6 separate regions of the Sus scrofa genome follow, and regions 1, 2, 3, 4 and 5 are each linked to region 6. A link is a contact called in public Hi-C, HiChIP or PLAC-seq and promoter capture Hi-C data. All regions are on one chromosome and are shown on one strand. The core of a region is the stretch at or near the end of the contact, and the rest is flanking DNA. Distances in the headings are between cores, read along the strand shown. Region 1 has its middle 170 kb from the start of CITED2. Region 2 has its middle 19 kb from the start of HECA. Region 3 has its middle 190 kb from the start of CITED2. Region 4 holds the start of HECA (headcase protein homolog). Region 5 has its middle 240 kb from the start of CITED2. Region 6 holds the start of CITED2 (cbp/p300-interacting transactivator 2).

Region 1 (4,421 bases), core at 913-3,412, 170 kb before region 6:
ATCCAGCATTGTGGTGAGCTGTGGTGTAGGTTGCAGACATGGCTCAGACCCCGTGTGGCTGTGACTGTGGCTGTGGCCAGCAGCAGCTCCCACTCCAATTCCAACCTTAACCTGGGAATTTCCATATGCTGTGGGTATGGCCCTTAAAAAAAATAAAAATTTAAATTAAAAAAAAGACCAAAAAAACTCATAACAGTGCTCATTCCATCAGAAACTGCTCAACTGTTAGAATTATTTTTTATGTTGAGCCAAAAATCTGACTTTCTGATGTTTACACCATTGTGCTTTTGTCCTGTTATGCACCAACAGCATATTGGACCTAGACCAATCAACACAGAGCAAATCTTAATTTTTCCTATTCCTCATGATGACTTTAAAACATTGAAAAAATTAGAACTTTCATTCCTCATTCCCTTCCACTCTCAAATGTAGCCCATGGTCTCTGCACTGGTTACCTGCCTTTAGGTACCCTCTGCTTAGTCTGAGTTGGGTCTTGTTTGTTTGCCTTTAGCCGTGCCTGAGGCATGTTTCCAGGCCAGGGATCGAATCTGTGCCACAGCAGTAACCCAGAGCCACACCAGTAACAACGCTGGATCCTTAACCTGCTGAACCACCAGAGAAGTCATGAGGATTTTAACAAATAATAGGTCCAGGAAATATGGGTCCCATGTATGTTTTGAAAAGTTACACGTTCAGTTGCTTATGATGATGTAAATATTATGTTTCCATTAATCTAGGCCAAGATTAAATTAGTATTATTAGTAATCAAAATGAAATGTTGGCTTATGAAAACACAGTTTTTCCTTCAGTGTTAGACTTCACATACATCACCTTCACATTTCGTTATAATGATTTTGATCTTGTATTTGCATGTTTTGATATTATGTCTAATCATGACTCCATATCTGTTGCAGTGTGACAGAAAACAGAAGTCCCCAGATTATTCACCATATGACTCTGACTGAGTCATTTGATTTCCCTGAACCTCAGTTCTGCTCACTGTTAAAAAAAAAAAAAAAATGAGGGGGTGCGAGGGGGCAAGAGGGAGAGTTTGGGAGCTAGAAATAAGTCTTCTTTACAGGTTGTGAGAATCAAGTGTGACAAGCTAAGTGAAAGTAATCTGTAAAATGAAACACGCCATACAAATGTTAGCTAATAGCAGTGATAAGAATGGCTTTTTTTCTTGATGTTGTCCACTGTAGAAGGAATAAGTATGTTTTCTATGTCTTTATCCACCTCAAGGATCCCAAATATAAAGCAAATTAAGACCAAAATACTCATCAGCATACTTTAGATTTTTTTTTCAGCCTGCTGTGACTCTATGTAAAGATATTATGACCCAACCTGTACATCCTTGGCTCACTTTAGCCTCAAAGATCTCATGAGCCTGGCTGTGTGGCAATACCAAATGGTGTCAGAATTACTTACCACCAACAGTTTTGAGTCAGACAAATCTGGCCTCAACTCCAGCTCAGTCACTCACTAGCAATGCTCTCAATGAACTTCTGTTTCATCTGAAATAAAGGCAATAGCAATGTACCTATGTGCTACTGCAGGACTACAGAAATAAGGCAAATGGAGCCTGATACAGTTAGTGTTCAACAGGTGGTTGCTACTTTTATGATATTATTGTGAAAGTTAAATTTTCCTAGTCAATCCTCTGATCTTACAGTAGCTCTGTTTCAAAAGCAAGAAGAGAAATTAAGCAAGCGTAACATGGCATTCCTTATAAATAAATCTAGGTTCGCTCCTAGTAACCACTACATTCCTTTGTTAACATTCACAAACAATTAGCTTGAAAATCCATTATTGACTTTTTCAGGGGTCACCTCTGAGAACAGTGGAGTGGACCTGTTTATGGCTTGTGAAATCTCTCCCTCTTTTTGAAAAATGGACTAATATTTCCCTTATTCATTCATCTTTTGGTCTCTGCAATAACTCAGTGATTACTAAGATTAATGCTCACTTTATATTCACTCATTCAAAAAGAATATTTTGAATATCTGCCATTTGCTCTGCACCCCAGTTTTTTCAGTAGGCTGGCATAACCTGCATCCACTGCTGGCAACTAGAATTTATTTAAAGTGACCAGGCTTTGCCTTACTGTCCATTTATTTACATAGAGTTGCAGTCACCTCCCTCTTTGCATTGTCTATGAGTGTGGACAAGTCATTTAACGCTGAGTCACAATTTCCTCCTCAGTAAAGTAGGATAATAATAACTACTGTGACTACCTCCCAGGGTAAAAATACAATGAGATAAGGTTTAAAAAAAAAAAAAGGGAAAAAATAAAAAATATATTCCAAGAAAACAAGAAACTCAAAAAAACAATTCAAGGTATCACTTGTTCTTATCTTTCCAGCATGCAGACCACTTTCCTAGCTGCAGAATTTGAAAGCAAAACACAAATTTAACAGTTTTGTTAATCTGTTATCATTACACCATCTGCCCCAGGCATCTTGGTGATCGCTTCCTTGTTTTTCTAGTTTCAAACAGTAATGAAAATGTCCTTTTGTGGTCTTTAACATTTTCAAAAACCCAAACTTTATTATGTATTTGTTATTTATACTTCTGTGGTATTCTATATTAAGATACAAATACAATCAGATCCAGCAAAACCAGAAAAAAAATGTAGAGACTAAGAATGAAAAGGAAGAGACACCTGAGTAAGCAAACCTCAACTATGTATAAATCTATACAATGGAGCATATACTTAGCTTAACTTTTTGGAAACAAAGCTAAAAAATAGGACCAGAGGGTAATATGGAAGTTACACTGCACTATCTGGTTTAATAATAGGAAGCATGACAAGAAAGACACTCTTGTCATCCCTCTAAACTCTCAGAGGGATCACAAAGTTTTACATTAAGAACACAAAACAACTGGGAGTTCCCTGGTGGCTCAGTGGCTTGGCAGGTTAAAGATCCAGCATTGTTACTGCTGTGGCTCTGGTAACTGCTGTGGTACAATTTCAATCCCTGGCCTGGGAATTTCCACATACCATGAGTGCAGGGCAAAAAACAACAATAATAACAACAAAAACAGAAAATAATCTAATGGAAAGTGTCTTCAGCAGCCATCTTACAAAGGGAAATATGACCTCCAAATTGTCACTTTTATATACAATCCTTAATAGATTATCAAAGAGTGTTATCAAATTGTCATTCTGTGAGGGGACTTGTAGATAAGAGAAGGTAACATTGTAAAATACAAATATTCTTATGAACTGGCTTGATACAAGGCTAAACTTTTTAAAATCAAGAGTAATGAATCATGGTGTTCCCGTCATGGTTCAGTAGCTACCGAATCCGACTAGGAACCATGAGGTTGCGGGTTCGATCCCTGGCCTTGCTCAGTGGGTTAAGGATCCCACATTGCCGTGAGCTGTGGTGTAGGTTGCAGACATGGCTTGGTTCCCACGTTGCTGTGGCTCTGGCGTAGGCCGGTGGCTACAGCTCCGATTAGACCCCTAGCCTGGGAACCTCCATATGCCGCAGGTGTGGCCATGGAAAACACACACACAAAAAAAAGTAATGAATCATGCTTGTGCCCATTAAATTTTCTCCCTCATCTGTGTTTCAGTCAGACCTTGACAATTAGGTCAGCTCTGATACATAGAGGCTGAGGCCATACTGAAGATTGAGAATAGTTTCCCTGTCTTATTGATAGAATGGAGGGCTCCATGCTTTAGAAAACTGGTGTGTAGGTGGCAATAACCTGTTTCAAAAATTAAGGTCTTATTACCTACAAGACCTTCCCATCATCTTCAGGATGCTGGCTGTCAAACCAAAATTTTCCTCAGAAAATAGTTCAGAATACAGGTGAAAACTAAACACAGACTTAAAACTCCACTGTTCTACATCACTGAATAGGATTCAGCAAACTATGGCCAATTCCCCTGCCACCTGCTTTTGTTAAAAAAAGCTTTAATGGAACACAGCTACACCCATTAACTTGTGGGTTGTCTATGGCTGATTTTGCACTGCAATTGCAGGGCAGAAAACATATGGCCCACAAAGATTAAAATACTTACCACCTAGCCCTTTAAAGAAAAAATTTACCAACCACTGCCAGAGAACAGAGAGAGATAATTCAGGTTTAAAGAGGCATAAGGGCCATAGTTACTTACTCATCATCAATTTTCACTACAAAACAATTTGATATAACCCTTATAAACTATTTTATTTTAAACACTGCAACACCATGAAGGGATCTCTGTCCCTGCCCCCATGAATTAGCTGCCCAATTCATTCCCCAAAAGCTAGCTGAATTCATCTTTAATCATGATTTCAGTGAGGTGAAAACAGAGACATGTGCTCCAACTGCCCTTTTCCTTTTAACTTGAATCTAATAATTTAATGACATTTTTCTATAAGCTGGATGCATTTCCCCCTGCTTTAGAGAAGAGAAAAATAGACGTT
Region 2 (4,699 bases), core at 1,736-4,235, 230 kb after region 6:
CATGGTCAAGTGGTTTATGAGTGGTCGTTAGCAGAATATGCATTAGCAGAGAGAACCAAGGTGCAAACCTAGGCACGCAGGGTTGCTGCAAATAGGCATGCTGTTTTCGGAAGCACAGTGAGGATTTTCTGAAATCCTATGCATAGATAGCTAACTCAAATGCTAATGATTCTTGAATGCCTAAAGTTTAGAGTAAAAGTTTAACCATCTACCAGCTAAGTGACTTTTAAAATAATAAAAGAACTTATAAAATAATAATAAAAAAAAAACCCTATATCCTGCACCTACAACCCCCTTTTCACTTGACGTAATCCTCAAGAGACAATAAAAGCAGTGTGGTTTCTTGAGGTGGTGCTCTTGGTCCCTGAGACCTTGAGTTCCCCGGTTCCCACCTTTACTTAAGATAAATGTCTCTGTGTCTGGTTTTATGTTAACTTTTTTTCCTTAAGTTCCACAGCACCTGTTCTTCAGCCCCATCCTGCTGAGCTGGTCTCGGGACTCTCACCCCTCAATTCCCATCACACGGACCCTTTGGATTTGTGCTAATTTATCTTTTGAGTTATTTATGAAGACAAAATCCCAGAGTGCGGTGGCAGATATATTAGGTCTGCTTTCTCCTCAACTTTCTAGACTGGCTGAATAATGTTTAGGAAATCTTTGAAAGCAAAAGAGAGAAGGAAAAGGGAAGTAGAAGAGGATGGAATAAAAGGGAAAAGGAGAGATGGAAAGGGAGTGGAAGCAATTCAGCAGCATTTTTTAATCTGGAGTATAATAAGTCTTCCATACAAGTTTAATTTTACTTTCCCTCAAAATAAGCTTTTTCATGCTCTTTTTCATTTTTCATAACCATATCCTATTTTACTCACAACAGCATTTGTACATATACAGATACCAGTGCCTGGCCCCACATTTTCCTCTTTCTCCTAATACCTCTCCTATGTTGTTTTTCTTTACAATCAATGGTCTCAAGATAATAGAAAACTAGACTAAATAGTTTGGAGACTGTTCAAAACAATTTCATTTTACTATATACTTCATTTATTCTTCCTGAGTATTGGAGGTATTTCATGAAGGCCAGTATGTTACATATTTCTAAAATGATAGTTTTCTCACTTCTTTGGCTCAGAAAAATCTGACAAGAACCTCTGCAGCTGCTCTGGTTTTAGACTCAGACTGTGGTCCCCAGCCAGGTGCAAGGACAATGGCCGTCTATTAATATCCCCATGCCAGCTGTTGTCCCAACATGTGCAATACCCAGGCCCTGGGGAGGAGAACTCTATTTTATCTGCAGCCTCTCCCTTTTTGGTAAGGAATAAATTTTTCTATCAGCTTTGAAATAGATTCTAATACATTAAAAGAAATAAATTATATCTTATGCACTATATTTTTCACCCAAAGCACCAGTGATAGACCTTTTTTGGCCATCCTAATGTCTGCAGTAGTACAGAGCACAGGTTGCAAAGGTTATTGGTGAAATGATGTTTGTGGTTTCACTTGATTCTGCAGTGGAAATCAATCCACCATGAAAGTACCCTTTAATCAGGTATAATTGAACATAATGAATAGGTAAACCATGAAACAGAAGAACACATGGGCAGGTAAGATGTAAGAGGACCAAAGGAATACATGTAAAAGGAATCCAGGACAATTGGGATGGGTGATATTTTGGTCTTAAAAACTAACAAACTTATCAAAGGACTCCCCCTCCCCCCCAATAGCGAGGGGCTCCAGCTTACAAATATGCCATACTCTACATTCTCTCACTTTTTTTTCCTTTTAAGGCCGCACCTGTGGCATATGGAGGTTCCCAGGCTAGGGGTAGAATCAGAGCCATAGGCACTGGCCTACACCACAGCCACAGCAACAACAGATCCAAGCCACATCTGCTACCTACACCGCAGCTTGTGGCAGGTTTCTTTAACCCACTAAGCAAGGCCAGGGATCGAACCCACATCCTAATGGATGGTAGTCAGGTTCTTAACCTGCTGAGCCACAACAGGAACTCCTACATTCTCTTACTTTTAAGTTAGTGCCTTATTCATAAATGATGAATTGAATCATCATCTAAAAAATCAGAACGGTGGCAGAAACCAAAGTATTCTGCATCAAACTATTTGATCCAAAATCATAACATCTTACATTGGTAGGAGACTTTGCAATTCAACCTTTTGTTGAGACCTGGAATTCCTTCTATAACATCCTGAAGCAGATGATCATTTAGCCTCAGACTGACTTGCTTGGTTATTTAGCCTTAACTTGAACTCTTCCTGTGACAGTGAGCTAAGGCAGCCTACTACATTGTTGGACATTTTTGATTCCCAGAAAGTTTCTTTGTATGTCAACGTGAATACTGCATCCTTATAATTTCTCCCCATTGATCATAGTTTTGCTCTCTGGAAGATGCTGTGTTATATAATTTGTAGAGAAGCCCTAAGGAGATTGAGTGACAATTTAAGATAACCTAGGTCCAAAGAGTAGTAAGTTAAGTGAGATGAAATAAGATACATACTTTTATATCTAACAATGCGTTTTTGATTAAAGTAAATAGCATAACCCATTATTTCTAACTTACATTCAAGGTACACGGTATGTATATTTAAGATCTGAAAGTATGTCACCCCCAGCTACAATGTGATACTTTCTCTAACTAGACTCAACAGTGATCACTGAATTTCCTAAGTTGTTCCAAATTCTGGAATTTCCCCAGCCTGAAATCAACCAAGTGAAAGGCTTTGGGAATAGGAGACATAGGGAAATAATTTTTCTAAGAATTTTTTTTCTTGAAAACATTAAAGATGGCATTTCTTGTCATTTTATTTTTAAAAAGGTTGAAATTGTCACTTATAATCAGAGAGGCCTTGGGAGACATCTGCAGTGCTCCAGCCTCAGGCAGAACATCAGACTTTGCAAACAACACCATGAAACACTACCACTTCCCCTGAGTCTGAGGTTAAAAAGTAAGTGCTTGCCCTCATTACTCTAGTTAAGATCTTATCTTCTCTTGTTTTTCTTCCACTGATAGGAGGCCCTGGTACTTCTCCTCCCGGGCACAATAGAAAAGTGCTTTGATATTTGCTTTCCTCCAGGCTCAAACTGAAAGAAGACTATCTGGACACACACACACACACACACACACACACACACACACACACACCCTCCTTCCTAATTTGTGATAGCTAAATCACCATGTCTTCTATATTCTTTGGGTATTTATAACCATAACTTCATAAAAGAGATTTGTTCACTTCTTTTTTTTTTTTTTTTTTTTTTTGGTCTTTTTCAAGCCACATCTGTGGCATATGGAAGTTCCCAGGCTAGGGATTGAATTAGAGCTGAAGCTGCTGGGCTACGCCACAGCCACAGCAATGTGGGATCCAGGTGGTGTCTGTGACCTACATCATGACTCATGGCAACTGTGGATCATCAACCCACTGTGTGAGACCAGGGATCAAGCCCGCATCCTCATGGATACTAGTCAGGTTTGTTACCACTTAGCCACAAGGGGAACTCCAAGTAATTTTTTTCTTCTTCAAAGCAAATTTTGAAAGGCATATGTTTTAAATACTAGAGATTAGAGGTTCTCTCATAGATTACTACTATGCTAAATTCCTTTAAGCAACAATGGAACATAATTTTCTATCACATTCTTCAAAGAGTATAATAGACTGAGTTATACATTTTTTGAAACCAAATGGTCAAATTAAGCCAGAATATGCTGGGAATCTTTGAGATATTTAAAAATCATTAGAATTGTCAGAATAAAGAAATATCTATTGAAATGCATAATAGTGCTTTTTCTCTTTACCCTTTTAAGATAAGTGAAAGAAAGTTCTCACAATTTTACAACTGTTAAAATAATTTAACTGTATATCTTACACTTTCATAAATATCTGTCCAACTTCATCCTCAAAACAAGCCTTGAGGCATTACTTTCCACATGATTGCAAATAAGGAAGCAGGCCCAGGGAGAAAGAGCTAAGACTGGCCCAGCATCCCAGGAGCCAAACTTGACTTCTCATGACATCAGAGCCCAGGCATGTCCAGTACAACATTACTCTTCCACTGATCTGTGGGCTCACTTTGGTCTGCTATTCCAAATAAAAGAGACCCTTGCATTTGCTCTCTAAACAGTTACCTTCCAGGCAGTTCCCTAGTGGCCTAGCTGTTAAGGATCCAGTGCTGTCACTACTGTGGCTTGGGTGGCTGCTGTGGCGCAGTTTCATCCCCGGCTGGGAACTTCCACATGCCACAGGTATGGCCTAAATATATAAATAAATAGTTATCTTACAAACATCTTGAGCTTAGTAAATCTTGAAAATTTTCAAATGGTTCTCCATTCATAGACTGAGTAAGCCAGGTCCTTTGTAGGAGATTTCCAAAAATAAAAAATAAATTGGAAAAGATGACCTATTAGTTTTAAAATTAAAACTATAATCCTATGAGATACACATACAACAAAGCGAGAAACAAATACATACTTAAATATAGGCAAATAGTATGTGAGAGTCCTGCTTTGTGCAAGACAGAGTTTCATCCTTAGGCCAATATTAAGATGACCTGAAATTTTAAAAAATAAAATAAGCTGAGCCTCACCCTCAAAGATTATGATTTAATTAGCCTGGCAAAGAGCTTCCAAATTAAATTTTCTTAAGCTTCTTAAAAAGAACTTCTTTTTTTAAAAGTTACATTGAAGTATAGT
Region 3 (4,288 bases), core at 221-2,720, 190 kb before region 6:
TTTGATTTTTAAATAGATCTTATAGTATCCTGGGGACAAAGGATCAGTTGGGGAACAGGGACAGGGTTTCCCCTTGCATGTTTTTAAAAAGAAAACATGAAACCAAATGAAAAGTACAAGATCTGTTACTTTAGTCCTTTGGTGATTTTCCCCTGACCAAGTGTAATACTTCTAACTTCCTCCCTCCTTGGCTCTCACTGAACTGACACACTGCAGGTGCCATGGTTTAGATTTAACAATGAAAACCCATTTCTTTTCTAGTTCCGCAGCAAAGACATCACAAAAGATAGAGTTATCATGAGCTAATTACAGTCCTTGAAAATTACCTTTGTGCTTTGCAAATATGCATTTTTTTCTTTGCTGGTGATGAAGAAGTTGGCAGTTTAAATAAAAAACACTATTTAAAGTAACAGAGTACAGTTATATAACCTTTTCACATAAATCACACAATAACTCTTTGTGCTTTGTAAAAAAAAAAAAACTGCAGTGCTTGTTAAGAAGATTTATTTATATAATAATCTATGCAAAGGACTTTTTTCCCTTTTTTGAAAGTGGGATGTTCTTTTTTTTTAACCTCTAGAAGTTGCAGACTAGAGGGCAGGAATATCCTCCAATCACCATTTTTAGTTGCACACACTCTAGCTACTAAAGACTCCAGTTCACATAGTGTTTTGGCATGACCACATCTTTATTTCTAAGCGTACAGAAAACTTAAGGAATAGTCTGTGCCTGCTAAATAAATAAAAATGTAGAGTCAAAATCCAATCCAGTATAAGGATTCCTTTGCATTCACAAGTCACACCAAGACCTGAGACAATTTTTCTCAGTTTTTCAGATATATTACTGTGGGTCCCACTGAAATCCATGCGACCGCTGAGGCTGAAACCTAGAGTTTCTCCAGTGATTCTCCATGGGATTTTTCCACAGGTCTCTGTTCCCCTACTCAGCTTCCTTCCCATGTTTCTTTGCTCCCTTTCACCTTATTCCCTAATTTAAACCTAGAAACAATAGTCTTTCATTATTAAAAAGCTGTCCCTACCATTTAAAAACATCCCCCATAGAAAGTGTCTTAACTTCAGAATGATCTTTTCACTGACCAATCCACTGTGAAGAGCCAAGGCCATACATAAGTGACTAAATGCTAAAGCTTGGCTCAAACTGACCCACTTAATCCTCAGTCCAAAGGATCACTTCAAGAAGAGTGATCCTTTCACGGAGATAAACCTAGTTGAGGCATTTAATTGGTCAAATATATCTATTCTAACTCTTGCTGAACAGTGGGGTTTCTGAAGACAGGGAAACCCACAAGGGCTTTCTTGTGTGTCCTTATCTTTCACTGAGATGCTGACCTAACTTTTAAAAGCTATCACCATGGAAAATTCTGGGCTTCTCTCCAAAACCAACCAGTAGGAGGTGGCTCTCTTAATCAGTGGCTGTGTTCCGTCTTTATATAAACAGGTTAAGCCAGCTGCCAGAGCCTCTGCGACTAATTCCAGCTCACATTACCCTCGGCTGGAAAGATGGGCCTGAACCAAAGCTGCTTTAGGAAAGCAGACAACTCTCACCTCTCCCAGGTTATAGCAAAACACCTGGTACGAGTCACCAGCAAACTTATTTTTGTTCCTCAGGATCGTTAGGTGGGATTTGATTAACTGGAGAGACATCCTCCCATTAGCTAATCCATGAAGGGCTCTCATTGCCTGGGATGGAACTCAGAATGACGGTTTGTAGAATCAACAGGCATGACTAAAAGTGAAAAAGACACTGCTAACAAAATCTGTTACCTTCCTCAGACATCCACTTCTCTACTTTGACCCTGAGAATGTTCCTCAAAATGATGTTACCCTAAAGTAGCAACAAACGACATGGAATAAAGCCTAAATAACTAGAATAATAAAACAGGCTTCTGAGCTATACTTATAGATGTTGGCCAAAAATAGTCATGTCCATGTGCCTATGAAATGTGAAACTTGATCATGGTTCAGTCATTATACCAGAAGCATTAAAAGAAATAAGGCAAACAAACTGAAACTTTCCCATGCAGTATGTTCTTATGTTAGTGAAGAATTCTGCTTACATTAATCAACATAACAGTAATAATTAGAAATTCTGAACCTCACACCCGAAAAAAAAAAAAATGCTTTTGCAGAGAAAGTCTTTTAACATGCTATCACATTGATTTAAAATCAGTGTATTAAGGCCATTGGTCTATAGATCAAGCCATATCTGAATGGCTCAGAATAATTTTTCTCTCTTTAGCTACCAAAATTGAAAGTGAAGTATGTTAAGTCCTTCTGCTGATTTTATTTTCAAAAACATACAATAGCTACTGCAATTCCAGGAGGATTCCTCTGGTTTTTATTTTGACAGCATAACACTCCACTCATGGGACTTGAGCTTTTCAGGTGTTAAAGAGAATTTGCTATAAGAAAATGATTATAATAGGATTGAATGTAATTGAAAGTCAAGGTACAATAGCCATACAGTGTATCACGGAGAGTGTCAAAACTTGCAGTGAGGGTGGAGTGCCTTTTGCTAAGTAAACAAAAAAAGTGGAGAGAGAAGAAAATATTCTATGCACGACAGGATCTACAAGGTTGGCCAACCTGATAAGCCTGCCACACCGCAGTGGGATCAGACCCACAGGTACTACAGCGCTTCCCTGGCAAGAGGGGCCATGAATAGTTGCAACCTCCCCACCCCACAGAAATGTTTTGAAAACAAGTTATATAATAACCTGAATTCTTGTCTAGAACTTGACAGGCAATAACCATAGGCCATCTAAGGCTCCAAGAGGGAAAGGCCCATCCCTGAGTCACTGCCCTGGCCCTTCTAGTCCCAGGAACTAGTGTCACTCTGAGTCCATTCACGCCCTTGCTAAGGTTTGCCAGCACGGGTGGGCACGGTACACACCAGGTGAGAACTGGCCGCTCCCCGAGTGCTTCACCCCTTTCCTTGACAATGCCATTCTCTAAGAACAATAGGTTTATCAAGCATGTGAATGCTTTCCCGGAGACAGGCCCGTGAAGAATGCAAGTATCATAACTATTTCAGGCATCATAAAATAATTATAAGCTCTCAAGATCAGAACTTGGTGCAGAAGTGAGCGCGTAACAATGAATGTTTGTCCTCCTCTCTATCATCATAGGGCCTTCCCTTCCCCTAACTGGCTTTCCTACCATTCAGTATGTCACGTGGCTATCTTGATCATAATTTTGATTAGTAGCTACGTTTTGGTTGACTCCTATGACTCCACACTTGGGCAGAAGCAGGACCTGAAGTTTAAGGCCAGATTCGTCTTAGAGAAATAACATTCTTTTCAATCTTTGCTGCTAGTTCTTTACTGCTGTGACCTCCATAACAGCCTTCGGAGAAGAGCAACATTAGTGCAGGCAGGACCAGGAACTTACTACGGCCGCTATTAGCATTAATATTACGTACGCACATATTGTACTTCCCAAGCATAAATGTGATTTATGAAACAAAACACCATGGCAAATGACATGCATGGACCTGTGAGTCAGGTTTTGAGGTGCTTTTTCTCCACACCAACAGCATTTCTACTTACATTCGCAATATGTATTGGAAATTTAAGTATTACTATCTTATTTTTTTTTTATTAGGAAGCGGTTTTTTTCCCAATTTTTGCTGCTTCCAAATCATGAACAGGCATTTCAGCAGATTCATATCACTTAAGGAATCTGCTCTCCTCCTTTCTGCTTATATCCTTTGTCTTTTTTAAATTTGGGGGGCACCAATATGTGCCATTTGTTCCCCTCTGTGCTTTTATTTTATGCTTTTATTTCTATGCTAGCCAATTCTCTAGACATAACCATATAAAGGATAATAGTGAAAAATAATCTAAAATGTGAATAAATATAAACATCTATATTTATGTTTTAAATATATATATATAATATATATAATATATAATTATATAAATTATTTATTTTAAAATATATATAAATAAATATATATAGTTATAAAAATAAATATAAACCAGGCCTATGGTTATTGCCTGTCAAGTTCTAGACAAGAATTCAGGTTATTATATAACTTGTTTTCAAAACATTTCTGTGGGGTGGGGAGGTTGCAACTATTCATGGCCCCTCTTGCCAGGGAAGCGCTGTAGTACCTGTGGGTCTGATCCCACTGTGGTGTGGCAGGCTTATTTTACTTTTATTTCCATGCTATCCAACTCTCTAGACATACCCATATAAAGGATAATAGTGAAAAATAATCTAAAATGTGAATAAATATAAACATCACTAGTCAGCCAGCAGTGGAT
Region 4 (4,444 bases), core at 1,312-3,811, 210 kb after region 6:
TCCACCCAGACAGAAAACAGCAGGTAAGCCAGAACCACCACCAGGAATGCAGGCTCCATGAAGACATGATGTCCTCTTTCTCCACCGCCACCTCTCCTTCAATGCTTAACCCAGGAGTTCCCGTCGTGGCACAATAGTTAACAAATCCGACTAGGAACCATGAGGTTGCGGGTTCGGTCCCTGCCCTTGCTCAGTGGGTTAACGATCCGGCGTTGCCGTGAGCTGTGGTGTAGGTTGCAGACGAGGCTAGGATCCCGAGTTGCTGTGGCTCTGGCATAGGTCAGTGGCTACAGCTCCGCTTCGACCCCTAGCCTGGGAACCTCCATAGGCCGCGGGAGTGGCCCAAAGAAATAGCAAGAAGACAGAACAAAAACAAAAACAAAAAAAAACAAACAAAAAAACCCACTTAACCCAGTACCTGTAAAACGGTAAATGCTTAATATCTTCTGAATGAGAGAACGGCAACTATCATTCACTAATCACTTTCCTTGAGAAACTTTACTAAGCTTGTCACAAACGTAACAAGCCTTTAAAACAAGAACTGGGGACTGGGGTGGGGAGGGCACTCTGAGCCTCACGAAACCCTGTGAGGGAATCAATACAATCAGCGTAATCCTTGTTTCCAATTTTACAAGTACGGAAATTGAGGTTCAGAAAAGCGGTCCTTCCCAAGATGACAAAACTCTAAACAGCTGAGCCAGAAGTCTGTCTGTCTTCTTTCCCCTCTGCCACATCAATACCAAAATGAAGTTCAGTACAAGGTACACAAAAGACTGTGGAAAAGACGGTCTGGCCCAAAGCAGTGTTTTCAACAATTCACAAATGACATAAATTTGTTCCTGGAGGGTGAGGGGGGGACTTCCTATTTCAAAACTGCAGAGATACAGCCAATGGGGCCTAAGGTTCTGTTTCTAATAGGCTACACTTCAATCTCCATGTCTCCATGTTCAGACCACTGTGGGGTTCTTCTAAGTAGTGCAGGTAACCTGTTTAAAAAATTAAGTTACATAAAGAATGGCTTTAAAAGCTGATTATATGTTAAAAGCCAGATATAAAGAACCTAATCTCCCCTTATTGAAATACCCCTGTATCCCCAACCCTGAAAAACTGCCTGACCTGAGGAACTCAAAGAACTGTCCAAGTCTGAAAATGTTTGTTCAGCACCCTATAACTAAAACCAAGTCTCTGCAGTGACAACAACAACCCTGTCACATCTTCTCTACTCCTTAAGTGCCCCTTTAAAAGGTGCATTCAGGCACAACCTAAGATTATTAGGCTTCCTTCTGAAAATGCGAAGCAGAATTAACCAGAGGATGATTTTTTTTTTTTTAAACTCCCGGGCTGAGAACGGAAGTCAAGTTCAGATTCTCTTCCTTCCTCAAGTGAGCAAGAGAATTAAAGAGCACCCCCACCCAGCGACACACACACACACACACACACACGCACGCACACACACACCCTACAGTAAAAATGTCTCGGGGCCTCTTCACCTGTGGCAATCGACACAGCAAGCCTCGATTTGCAGGGATTTGAAGCTCTTCTTCATTCGGTGGGTGGGGAAGGCGGGTGGGTGAGGGGAGCGCAGGGAAAAATGAACTGGTGCCTAAGTTTTCAATCGGATCATTCTTCTCAACTTGGGCACTTCCTTCCTTCTTTCTTACCCCCAGCCCGGGGCACACACATGGCTTTGCCAGCGCGGGCACGATGGGCAGGGCCCGAGGGGTACGGCGCCTCAGTCCGGCACCCGGGCGCCCCTCCGGGTCTGCGACTCAGGCTGCCCGGGGCGCGCGATTCGTGCGCCCCGCGGACACTGACCTGTGGCCGCCGATCGATCGCCACCGCCGGGCGTGGGGACCGGGAAGGGGCAGCCGCGGCGGGGCGGAGGGGCGGGGTGAGCACTTCCTGACTCTCGCATTGTCCACGCATCGCCCGCGCCACCCAGGGCCCCACCGCCGCGCCGTCCCCGTCGGGGAGGAAGTTGGCGCTCGCACCGCCGGCCCCGTCTTACCGTTCTTGGCTTCTCCGGCGGCTGCAGCCCCCGCGGCGGCTGCGGCGTTGGCGGCGCCCGGCCCCGCGCCTCCCGCGCCCGCGGCGCCCACGGTGCCCGGCGCGCCAGCAGCGGCCGCTCCGCAGCCGGCCGCTGCCGCCAGGGCCCCCCCGGCCGCCGCGCCCGCCGCTGCCAGGGCCCCGGCTCCATTTTCCTGCTCGTCCCCGCTGCTGTTGGCGCGCTTGTTTTTGCGGCCGCCTTTACTGTTTTTGGGGTTGGGCATCTCGCGAGCGTCCAGGTGCCCCGCAGCGGCGAAGGCGGCTCCCCGCGGTGCCGGGAGGCCGAGGACCGAGGGCGCGGGCCGGCGGCTCCTCAGGCTCCCGTCCAGTCGCGCGGCCCGCGCCGCGCCATCCCGGCCGCCGCGCCCTCCCCGGCTTCCTGGAGCCGGGACGCAGCCACTCGAGGCTCGCAGCCGCGCGGGCGCCGCGGGCTCGGAGCGCGAGCGAGACGCTCCAGAGCCGGAGGGAAAAGGCGGGTCTCGGGCTTGTTTTGATTCGGCTTCGCTGACACGCTCTGGCCCCGCCCCTGCCCGTGACGACACTGGGGATTCGGCCTGGCCGCGCCCACCAGGTGACCTCACGGCGGCCGAGCCCGCCCGCATGACGTCACGCCCCGCACAGAGCCAGCCACCTTCAAGTGACGTCATCTGGGCGCCCACACTCGAGGGCCTCTACGGACTCCCTTTCCTGAAATGGGCCCCATTGCCAATTTGGGGGCGTCTAAAGCTACTAGATGGCCTCCTGACCTTCATGCAATTGAGGCTTAGAACAATATGGTACTGGAAAAAATAGGCAGGTGACCAGAAAAAAACTGGAAAATAAAGGATTTCGGATTAATCATCCATCAAAACGGTTTGCCATTAAAAACAATCTTAGATTCAGTAACAAAGAAATAGGGTCGAATTCCTAGACAATGGGGAAGAACAGCAGAATCCCTGAATGGAAGGCCAAAGCAGCCTAGTGGTAAAACAGCCCATTCAAACAAGACCCAGCATTCAGGGATGAAACTAAACGTTGACTGTGACTAAGAAGCAGACCTTGCCTGGGAGGGAAATTCAGTCCCTGTGGATAGGACTGAGTTGTCCTGAAAGATAAGTGGCCACTGCTATGAGCAGGTGGAGATTAGAAGGTGACACCTGTGACAAGACAGTGACTTGGACAGGGAACCTGGGAAAAGTTTCATATGATCTCTTTTTCTGCCTTTTCCAAGACTAGCTCCTTCCTCAGGTCCCAGCTTAAACACATCACTTCCTTCAGGATGATATAACTGAGACCCCTCTGCAGAAGAGTTATCAGAAGCATCACCCTGTTTATTTTCCTCACTCGTCTCTAATTACATTGTCAATGTACATTATTTCCTATCACCTTCTCACTCAAATGAAAGCTCCATAGGTGGGAGAAGAAAGCTCTATAGGTGGGAGATTTTATCTGTCTTGGGCACCTCAAAGGACAGCTAGCATATATTTGTTGGACGTATAAATTCTTTCCCCATGAACTATGGAGGGAACACTGTGTTAGTTGACAATTTACAGTTCTCCTGTATAGTATGATCTCCCTTAACTAGCCCAGCACTCCAGCAAAGACTCTTGGGGTGTGTTCTGAAGCATAAAGAGTCAGGCAGGGACTTCCCTCCCTGTCCTCACCTAATGGGGAGATTCTGATGGGGAACTCTGGGCATTCATTGCAGAGTCCACAGCAGAGCCTGGAACTGCAAGGAAGAGCACTAGACACTCAGGAGCAATTGCTGGTTGGACTTTTCAGGAGGACAGTGACGAATCTTTTAATTCCTTAATTTTTTTTTTTTTTTTACAGGAAAGTAACCCTTTACAGTGCCATATTCACAGTTACAATAGATATTTTGTGCCTATATTTTTATATCTCTTCCTTCCCCATCTCAACTCCCCTAAGCATTAGGATAGCCAGGTTTGTCTATCTTTCTGACTCTGCAGAGTCTAGAATAAAGCCTGACTCACAGTTAGTGTTCAATAAAATTTTGTTAAATGAGAATGTCTAAAGCACTCTTCTTCGGGCTACATTTTTCTGAAGCTTAAAGTGTCAACTAAGCCATCAGTTTTCTAGGAAGTCTTCGCTGACAACCCAAAGCTAGATTGGTTCCCATGGGCTCCCTGCACCTTACCCCCTGCAAGAGCTTGCACACACAGTATTGAATTTGTCTGTTTACTTATCTCGTCTAGGCCTCCACAAGACTATAAGCTCTACGATGGCAGAAACTGTCTTAGGTGGCATGGTATCCTTGGCGCCTAACACAGTGCATGGAGTACGGTGGGTATTTAATAAACGCAGGACAAACACATGAATAAGTAAATGGACAATTGCATTAAAGGTAGATGCAGCAGGATTTGGTGGCCACTTGGATGTGAGGGATGAAGGAGAGAGA
Region 5 (4,405 bases), core at 1,678-4,177, 240 kb before region 6:
CTCTCATCTACTTCAATGACAGTTTATTTTTCTTCCAGCACTAGTGGTTTGAATATATCAGCTACCAAAGTGGGACATTTTTCCTGGAGTTCAAACACACACAAAAATCATGATGGAACCACAAAACTGAATTCAAGTAGCATTAAAACTCTAACTTAAACCCACAAAAGCAAAGAAATGCAGCATTTCGCCAAACAATCCAGGAAATATCAGAGTCCTTAATTCACCCTGGATAATTCAGCAACATACAGCACACACAAACTCTTACTTATTGAGTATTACTATGTGCCACATACTATATTAAGTGCTGTAGATGAATTATTTCACTTACTCTTCACCAAAACTCTATAAGATAGAAATGATTATTATATCCCTTTTCCACATGAGAAAACTGAAGGTAAAAAAGGTCAAGTTAACTTATTCAGAGACACTCTGCTGGAGAGAGATAGAGCTGGGATTCCAACTCTGGCTTCAGAACCTGAGCTCATAATCTCTACATATACACACGTATTATATATTTGCATTGGAACGAAAAAAACAAATTTTAGCACCAGGGAAATTCAAATTTGCAAAGTGCAAACATCAGAATGTCCAGAAGTCAATTTGTTTGACAAAATATTCAAAGGATGATATCTATTGGTGAGACATATTTGGGCTTCTAAAAAATCTGTTCCAAGGAGTGCCTGTGTGGTGCAGCAGAAATGAACCTGACTAGTGACCATGAGGTTACAGGTTCTATCCCTGGCCTCGCTCAGTTGGTTAAGGATCCAGCATTGCCCTGAGCTGTGGTGTAGATTGCAGATGTGGTTCAGATCCTGCGTTGCTGTGGCTGTGGCTGTGGCTGGCAGCTGTAGCTTTTATTCGACCCTAGCCTGGGAACCTCCACATGCTGTGGGTGCAGCCCTAAAAAGCAAAAAAAAAAAAAAAAAAAAAAAAAAAATCTGTTCCAGACTCTCAAGGCACTAGACTATAACTATAAATCACATTTGTCTATTTCTGCTTGAGGATATTGATGAAATCAAAACAGCAAGGGGAAAATGTTTGAAAAGGGTAAAGGAGGTGCATTTTCCAATATACTTTTACCAGTATTTAATGGAAAGCCGTATTTGACCTATTTTCTGTCCTAGATTTGTTTTGGCAAATAGGTCTCATCACTTGTGCCAACTTTAAGTAACCCATGCACCTTGAAACAAATCCTGAGATTGTGCCCAGAGAGCAGTGGTTGATTAGAATTGTCTGTTATGAGGGATGTCTGTTATGAGGGATGTGGCAGTATGCATGATCTCTGTTTGACAACTCTCTCCCTGCCTTTGACAAATAAACCCACCCCTCTCAAAATACACTCCAAAGTACTCTGTCTACAAACAGATAAGGTAGAAAGAATAAAGGAAGGAAGGAAGGAAGGAAGGAAGGAAGGGAGGAAGGAAGGAAGGAAAAGGAAAGGAGGGAAGGAGAAAAGGAGGTGGGAAGACAATTACTTCAATAATTGATTAAAAAGTAAAGGAGTAGATTTAACTTGAAATGTCCAGAATGACTAATTATATGGATAAAATTGATTCAATAATTGTTGAGCTTTCCACACATTTTGTTTTTGCATCTACCTGTGCATGGAGCAATTCCTTACTACCCCACACAAGCAGCATACTGGTCCTCACCACCATAACTTTGTTCAAGCTATTTTTCTGTGTTTCCCTCCTACTTTTCATCTGCCCAGCTGTAGTATCCCTTCACATCCTGCCTCCTTGGTGAATCCTGGTTTGGGTGCCCTTGGGAATATCTTAGAGGCTCTCTTGCAAGTGGCCCCAGAGGCACTTCCTCTCTGACCATTTTACCACCATCCCCAGCAGGGCCTTGTAGCTCTACAGATGAGAACCCCAAAGGTCACCTTGCTGGTTAGTGACAGAACTGGTCAACTTTTGAGTGGTAAACTCAACTTTTCCACTTTCCAACTGTACCAAATTATTTCCTCCTAACCAGTCAGATAGAATCATTTACTAACTAGAATACTGGCTCTTAGTCTCCAAATTCTTTTCATTTCTCTTTCTCATGGTTCACCGGCTCTCTCATGTGAACAGACTGTCTTCCCAGTGAGACTGTACAGTTCTGTGGGCTGAATTCTGTGACGATCAGTGTGAGGTTGGGGAAGCAAAGCCGGTTTAGTCATTAGGAGATCTAGCTTCTGGTTCCAGCTCAGCCACATTCAACCATGTAACCTTGGCTAAGTCATTTCTCTGAGCCTGAGTTTTCCCACTCATGTAATGGGTGAATAATTTACCTTGTCTGTGGCCCAGGGTTGTTATAAGGACCAGTCAGGTGTTACATTGGCAAAAGATCTGTAATGTATTAAATATTATACACATTGAAGCCACCTCATATTTCCTATACACCTTCCTCAGCCATAGTTTCATTGAAGGGGCAGATCAAAGCATCCTGGACTTTTGTCATTTAGCCTCCTAAGGACTCTTTCCACACGTTAGTCCTGACCAGCCTGGGCTTTCCCTCTGGGCCTGGTCCCAGTCTTCATGCAGCAAAACTCTTCACAATATAAATATAAACTTTGATACAATATCTGTGAGAGATTTGTTTTCGAGTCTCTATCAATGTTTACATTCATAAGGAAGAAGGATTGCTTTAATACTTACTAATACAGTGTGGCTTATGATGAAACGGCACCACTGCCATTTATAAGTTTATATTCTGAAGAAAATGCAGTTTTCTACCTGCCAACATCTGAAAGCTATAAATAGTGAGAAAAATAGAGAAGCCTTAAAAGTCCATTGAAATGTATTAGATTTGGAGAGTTTCTTGGATGGTCAGAGTGGAAAAATATTTTGCTAAAAAATAGGGAGTGTTGCTCGTACTGGCATACAGGCAGACAGTTTAGTTAGTATTTACCCAGCCTGTGGCGAGGGAACACTTGGCTGTTTATTTCAGCGGAGGGGATGTTGGGAGACGCTGTTTGTCTAGTCAGAAATGCCCTTTGAGACTGCAAGTCTACCTGTGACCAATTTTCAACTAAATTTATCTTTGGACTTTGTGTAAGTAATCCAGCTTTAACCAAATCCATTTGGTCTTCTATATAACCATGTCATAGAATCCTTACCAAAAATTTCCCTGCTTTGGTTCACAATGATGGCTTCTGAGTATTCAGTCAAAGCTGAATGTGAGACAAATGTGAGTTCTGGATAAGTAGAATTTTATTTAATGTAGGAAATAACTATCACTTATTAAATAAAATGAACTGATATTTAACCAGTCATTTTCAAACATCTCTGCCCCTTGCTCCATAGTAGAATAAATAACACATACTATTAACCATGAATCGTTGTAAATTCATAAAGCAATTTATGTCTTACTTCATTTCTTATTTTAAAGCCTGGCTAAGGTTTTTACTAACTGCTCTCATTGCCAATCTGACACTGACATGGTGAATACTTGAAGAATGTAGTATTTTTTTCAATTGTAAGCATTTTGAATTTTATGCTCTTCTGATAAAATTCAATAGTTTATAAAGGATAGAATGGATATAAAAGGTACAAAAATGTTTCCCTGATTGTGATTAAGTAGTGATTACTATTTGTTTATTTCCATTGGCTTTCATTTTCATATGTAACCACACAGTTTTTTGTTTGTTTGCTTGGGTGGTGCGGTGGGGAGGGGTGAGTGGGGGTAGTTGGTCATTACATCAGGCTGCTCATTTTGAAAGTTCTTCTGAGCCTAGCACAATACTGAGGCAAGGACTGTATTCCCATAACAGTTTATATAAGTGTTTGACAAGTGTAAAAATCGAGCATAAAGATTTGTGAATCCTAGTCTTGATTTGGGGATTTTCATCCACTGTTTTTGCTTCTATTCTCCTGTTTATTTCCATATTCTTGCTTCTGTACCATTAACCATTCAATTTTCTCAAAAAACCTGTGTATAACTATTATGACCCCATTTAATAGATGACAAAGTTGCAGTCAGGGGAAACAAGATCCTTAGCATAGTAAGTTGCATGGCCAGGATCTACCTTTCCCTAAGTTTGATTTCCATTCCCAGACTCTTTCTGCAGAGCCTCTGGTGTCTCACAAGGGCAAGAATTTGCAGCCCAAGCTTCCTGTCAAGTTGACAAATGTGCTAAATCAAAGATAAAGGCCTCCATGTTAGGTTGTCAAGGGGTCAGTTCGCCCAAGCCTTAACATCCTCCTTAGCTCTGTTCCCAGACAGCAGCCCTTCTCAAGCTCGTTGCTACAGCAACATAATTCAAATGTGAGGGAGTCCCAACTTGGAGGATTTTGACAGTTGGGCTGAAGCCTATGTCCAACGGGCTCTGCTTGTGCACGTCCCAGTGAGCTATGTTTAACTTACATCATACCAGAGGACCAAGGCATCCTAATTAAGAGCTACCGCCTGGTGAATTACG
Region 6 (4,315 bases), core at 988-3,487:
AAATGAACAAAGCATACATACCATGTTCTAACCAGCTAGTCCCAGAATGATTTTTTTTTCCCCTCTAACGGGTGGGGAATGAGGAGTTGACCTTTCAAGGGATTTCCCAATAGAAATGGCATCCATTGGAGCAGGATGGAGCTGCACCTTTCCTTAATGGTTGCAACAGGAATTTAGATCAGCCATTCAAGAGCTGGTCCTTGTTTTGCAAGACACTGCAGTACAAGGAAGAGAAGAAAACAATCTATCTGGCAATTTTTGAGTCTGGGATTGACCAACATTTTCAAGTCTCTTTTTTGACAGGAAGTGTCAGGTCTCTTCCAAGCCTCTGATTCTGTAACTGCAAAACCATGACCTACAGGTAAAACTGACCAGTAGACAAATTATGGGATTGTTGCAACCAAAACTGCAGTGTATTCTGTGCCTGAGTCTCTAAAATGTAAATATTTTTGAGGTTTAAAAATTATTGCACTCATGGTTATAAATCCTGGAGAGTTTGGAAAAGGAAAGAAGAAGAGAGAAAGGCAATAACAATGTTTAAATACATATATTAAATATTACATACTTACATAACTAGAGAAAGACAGAGGGCTAATAGATTCAAATAATCAGGTTTTTCTCTCTTTTGCAAATTCTTGAAAGGGGAAATATATCAGAATTTCCAGTCCTCTAGAAATAGGGCCTTAAAAAGTCCTGTGAGCAAGAAGGGAGGGGAAAAAAGGGTGGTAGTGGGGGGGGGACTTGCTCTTCACAGCAGGAAGTCTTCAATGGCTATCGAGTTATGAAGAAACAACTCTGAACAGAAGTCCTTATTCGGAGCGCTAAACTCGCTTTTACCACATAAAGAGCAATATAAAAGCTCGGAGCAGCCTCATCGTGGTGTTGGGGAAACAACTCGGCTTCCCCATTTGAGAAAGCAAGAGAGCTCTGACTGGGTAGTGGCCCAGACCGGTGTTAGGGCTTTTATTTGCAAGTCAATGAGCCAAATGGACGACCAGGCTAGTTGTGCCGCGTTCTGGGAAGCAAGGTTATTATTATCACCTATTGCCCCACTGAGAAATTTCACTGGAAAGGAATAGTCCCAGCAGTGTGTATGCTCGCGGTGCCATACGGGACGTGCAGCTACGTGCCCACCTCCAGAACGACTTTATTTACAAAGCGATTACCATGTTATCTATCTGTTTTCCTTTTCCAGCAACAGCAGCCTTACTCAGCCCTCGAATTTCTTAATTACAAACCCGTTCACTTCTAAAGCAACCCCAAACCGTCTGGCAGAACCCAGAGGGAGGCTGTGCAAGTTTGCACACACCCCCATCTCCCGGATCAAGGGCAACAGCAGAAGCAAGAAACTGTATGTGCAAAAAGGTGGATCTAGGGACGAGGATCGCTGAGTTTGTTTACAGAGGAGAGACGCCTCAGCTCGGATGCCAAAGCTACCAAGAGCTGCAAACGCAAACTTAGCAGAAGCACACGTACCCGGGAGCGGCGAGTGGGCCCCAAAACGCGGACAGGATTCCCGGCCGCTGGAGCGGAGGCAGCCGAGCGCTAGCGCGCTCAGTCCACCTGCAGCTGCAGCGGGCTGCCGGTCCCCGCCCCCAGCCTCTGTCCTTGAGGCGGGGGAGCGGGGGGGGGGGGGGGGGGGAGATTCACCTACACGCAGAATATCTAGATCAGGTCACCTAATGCCCAAATAGAAACACAAAGGCAAAACCCAGGAAAGCGTGCACAGGGGAGGGGACATTCTTTGCCTAGGGCTTAAAAACGCACTGGGGTAAACACAACCATTCTTTGCAGCCTGGGTAAGCTTTGGTAAGCTCAGGGAGGCAAAAAGGCACTATGGACGGCGTGGGCGCTGCATTGAATCCCCTTTTCCAGTAAAAAGCAGCTCAGATCGGTAGGTGAGCTGGGGGTTGGGGAATCCGGCCAGAGGGGGGCGATGAGTTTTCCTCGCTTCTTTCCGGACAGGCGCTACCTCTAGGCTGAGAGTCAAGGGAAGATTTTTTTCTCTGTGCCGGGGGCCGCCGTGCTGGCTCAGTGTTTGTGGAGGAAACCAGGATCCGGGGGCCGCGGGGCGGTGCCTGGGACCGCAGCCTCTGCGCACGTGCCTCCGGCCGAGGGGGAACTCGGTTGCCAGACCCAGTCCGGGGTGCTCAAAGTGCCGGAATCCGCATTTTCCCTCCGCCCCCCCGGGAGGCTCTCGCTCCGCCCTTTCTGAAATCCCTTATATTGACTGTGGCCAAAGCCCTAAGAAACACAGCTCATTGTTGGCAGCTGCCGGGCGGTCTAGCGATCTAGCGAGCTGTGAGGCAGCAGAGGGGAAATAAAAGGGAACGGCTCCGGTCCTGCCCCAGCAGCCGCTGCAAGACCTCGGCGCAGACTTCGAGACAGCGAGCGCCTTGCACACCGGAAAGGCCACCTCTATGTGCTGCTGAGCCGGTCCTGGACCCAACGATCCCGCCCTCGGTCTTCAGAGCAGAAATCGCAAGGACGGAAGGTAAGCGCGGCGAGAGAAGCTGGCTGGGGCTTCTGCCAACCCAGTCCGACGAGGGCTGGGTTTGCCCGGAGGAAGAGCGTGAGGCGGAGCTGGGGAATAACAACAGGATGTGCAACAACAGGATGAGGAGGGCTGATTTAATGCCTGAAGTTCGCGGCAGGGCTACGGGGCACTTCCTTTATTAGGCGACATCGGGGAGCAAAGGGGGGTGTGGGCTTGGGTCCCCCCGCCCGATCGCAGGGGAAAGGGATGTTTGTGCAGCGCGCGGCTCTGTTGTAGATGGCAGGTCTGTCTTGGTGGTGAACCCGGGTGCACAGGCTCCTGGTGGGATCCTCGGGATGATCGCAACCGAAGTGTGTCTAGGGAGTCTTGGGAGGGGGGCAAAGGCGAGAAAAGGTGGGCTGCGCTGTGGTGGGCGACACGTGTGGCTACGGTCTTAGCGTCTGCTTTTTTCACTTTCAGGACTGGAAATGGCAGACCATATGATGGCCATGAACCACGGGCGCTTCCCCGACGGCACCAATGGGCTGCACCACCACCCTGCCCACCGCATGGGTATGGGGCAGTTCCCAAGCCCCCATCACCACCAGCAGCAGCAGCCCCAACACACCTTTAACGCCCTAATGGGCGAGCACATACACTACGGCGCGGGCAACATGAATGCCACAAGCGGCATCAGGCACGCGATGGGGCCGGGGACTGTGAACGGAGGGCACCCCCCGAGCGCGCTGGCCCCCGCGGCCAGGTTTAACAACTCCCAGTTCATGGCCCCCCCCGTGGCCAGTCAGGGAGGCTCCCTGCCGGCCAGCATGCAGCTGCAGAAGCTCAACAACCAGTATTTCAACCATCACCCCTACCCCCACAACCACTACATGCCGGATTTGCACCCTGCTGCAGGCCACCAGATGAACGGGACAAACCAGCACTTCCGAGATTGCAACCCCAAGCACAGCAGCGGCAGCAGCACCCCCGGCGGCTCCGGCGGCAGCAGCACCCCCGGCGGCTCCGCGGGCACTTCTGGCGGCGGCGCGGGCAGCAGCAATAGCGGCGGCGGCAGCGGCAGCGGCAGCAGCAGCAACATGCCCGCCTCTGTGGCCCACGTCCCTGCTGCAATGCTGCCGCCCAATGTCATAGACACTGATTTCATCGACGAGGAAGTGCTTATGTCCTTAGTGATAGAAATGGGTTTGGACCGCATCAAGGAGCTGCCTGAACTCTGGCTGGGGCAAAACGAGTTTGATTTTATGACGGACTTCGTGTGCAAACAGCAGCCCAGTAGAGTAAGCTGTTGACTCGATCAAAATCTCGGAGAAAGAAATCAAATCCCCCAACTTCTTCGGCGTGAATTAAAAAACATTCCCTTAGACACAGTATCTCACTTTTCAGATCGTGAAAGGTTTGAGAACTTGGAAACAAAGTAAACTATAAACTTGTACAAATTGGTTTTAAAAATTGCTGCCACTTTTTTTTTTTTTCTGTTTTCGTTTCGTTTTTGTAGCCTTGACACTCACCTCCCTTATGTAGTTGAAATATCTAGCTAACTTGGTCTTTTTTGTTGTTTGTTTTTACTCCTTATTTCCTCACTTTCTCCAGTGCTGAACTGTTAGATATTAATCTTGGCAAACTGCTTAATCTTGTGGATTTTGTAGATGGTTTCAAATGACTGAACTGTATTCAGATTTATGAGGGAAAGGAAAAATTGCATTAGTTGGTTGCATGAACTTTGAAGGGCAGATATTACTGCACAAACTCTGCCATCTCACTTCATTTTTTTAACTATGCATTTGAGTACAGACGAATTTTTTAAAATATGCTAAACTG

Evidence for each region. Promoter capture Hi-C pulls out the DNA fragments that hold promoters and counts their contacts. A called contact is a pair of places that touch in the nucleus more often than the background predicts. HiChIP or PLAC-seq counts read pairs in DNA pulled down with a chosen protein or histone mark.
Region 1: an H3K27ac HiChIP or PLAC-seq map of alveolar macrophages shows a contact between it and region 6. The contact joins the enhancer-like site here to the promoter of CITED2 in region 6. A contact is called at or near these places in 8 of 47 Hi-C or Micro-C datasets (embryonic fibroblasts, fibroblasts, heart right ventricle and 2 more) and 1 of 2 datasets of contacts at active chromatin or transcription factors (alveolar macrophages).
Region 2: a Hi-C map of blood shows a contact between it and region 6, with 5 times the contacts expected there. The contact joins the enhancer-like site here to the promoter of CITED2 in region 6. A contact is called at or near these places in 24 of 47 Hi-C or Micro-C datasets (alveolar macrophages, blood, embryonic fibroblasts and 11 more) and 2 of 2 datasets of contacts at active chromatin or transcription factors (alveolar macrophages and skeletal muscle).
Region 3: an H3K27ac HiChIP or PLAC-seq map of skeletal muscle shows a contact between it and region 6. The contact joins the enhancer-like site here to the promoter of CITED2 in region 6. A contact is called at or near these places in 1 of 5 promoter capture datasets (liver), 11 of 47 Hi-C or Micro-C datasets (embryonic fibroblasts, fetal heart ventricle, fetal skeletal muscle and 5 more) and 2 of 2 datasets of contacts at active chromatin or transcription factors (alveolar macrophages and skeletal muscle).
Region 4: a contact with region 6 is called in a promoter capture Hi-C map of liver, with 6 times the contacts expected there. The contact joins the promoter of HECA here to the promoter of CITED2 in region 6. A contact is called at or near these places in 3 of 5 promoter capture datasets (fetal liver, liver and skeletal muscle), 23 of 47 Hi-C or Micro-C datasets (alveolar macrophages, blood, embryonic fibroblasts and 12 more) and 2 of 2 datasets of contacts at active chromatin or transcription factors (alveolar macrophages and skeletal muscle).
Region 5: a contact with region 6 is called in a Hi-C map of liver, with 7 times the contacts expected there. The contact joins the enhancer-like site here to the promoter of CITED2 in region 6. A contact is called at or near these places in 1 of 5 promoter capture datasets (liver), 5 of 47 Hi-C or Micro-C datasets (embryonic fibroblasts, liver and skeletal muscle) and 2 of 2 datasets of contacts at active chromatin or transcription factors (alveolar macrophages and skeletal muscle).

What each region holds. Positions count from the first base shown.
Region 1 is chr1:24,986,664-24,991,084 of Sscrofa11.1, forward strand. No RefSeq gene overlaps it. Among named protein-coding and RNA genes, the nearest start is that of CITED2, 170 kb to the right of the region's middle. Within about 2 kb of position 2,163, at least 6 of the 83 cell types and tissues checked have an H3K27ac peak or open chromatin away from gene starts, as enhancers often do. A contact at or near this core is called in alveolar macrophages, where this site is marked.
Region 2 is chr1:25,380,831-25,385,529 of Sscrofa11.1, forward strand. No RefSeq gene overlaps it. Among named protein-coding and RNA genes, the nearest start is that of HECA, 19 kb to the left of the region's middle. Within about 2 kb of position 2,986, at least 8 of the 83 cell types and tissues checked have an H3K27ac peak or open chromatin away from gene starts, as enhancers often do. A contact at or near this core is called in fetal skeletal muscle, where this site is marked.
Region 3 is chr1:24,968,286-24,972,573 of Sscrofa11.1, forward strand. No RefSeq gene overlaps it. Among named protein-coding and RNA genes, the nearest start is that of CITED2, 190 kb to the right of the region's middle. Within about 2 kb of position 1,471, at least 24 of the 83 cell types and tissues checked have an H3K27ac peak or open chromatin away from gene starts, as enhancers often do. A contact at or near this core is called in fetal skeletal muscle, liver and skeletal muscle, where this site is marked.
Region 4 is chr1:25,361,522-25,365,965 of Sscrofa11.1, forward strand. HECA (headcase protein homolog) reads right to left here and starts at 2,562. Exons shown (of 4, transcript XM_021087304.1): 1 at 2,009-2,562. The coding sequence starts at 2,270.
Region 5 is chr1:24,913,799-24,918,203 of Sscrofa11.1, forward strand. No RefSeq gene overlaps it. Among named protein-coding and RNA genes, the nearest start is that of CITED2, 240 kb to the right of the region's middle. Within about 2 kb of position 2,928, at least 4 of the 83 cell types and tissues checked have an H3K27ac peak or open chromatin away from gene starts, as enhancers often do. A contact at or near this core is called in liver, where this site is marked.
Region 6 is chr1:25,153,415-25,157,729 of Sscrofa11.1, forward strand. It overlaps CITED2 (cbp/p300-interacting transactivator 2), which reads left to right and starts at 2,238. Exons shown (of 2, transcript XM_001925774.5): 1 at 2,238-2,494; 2 at 2,957-4,315. The coding sequence starts at 2,965. The coding sequence ends at 3,786.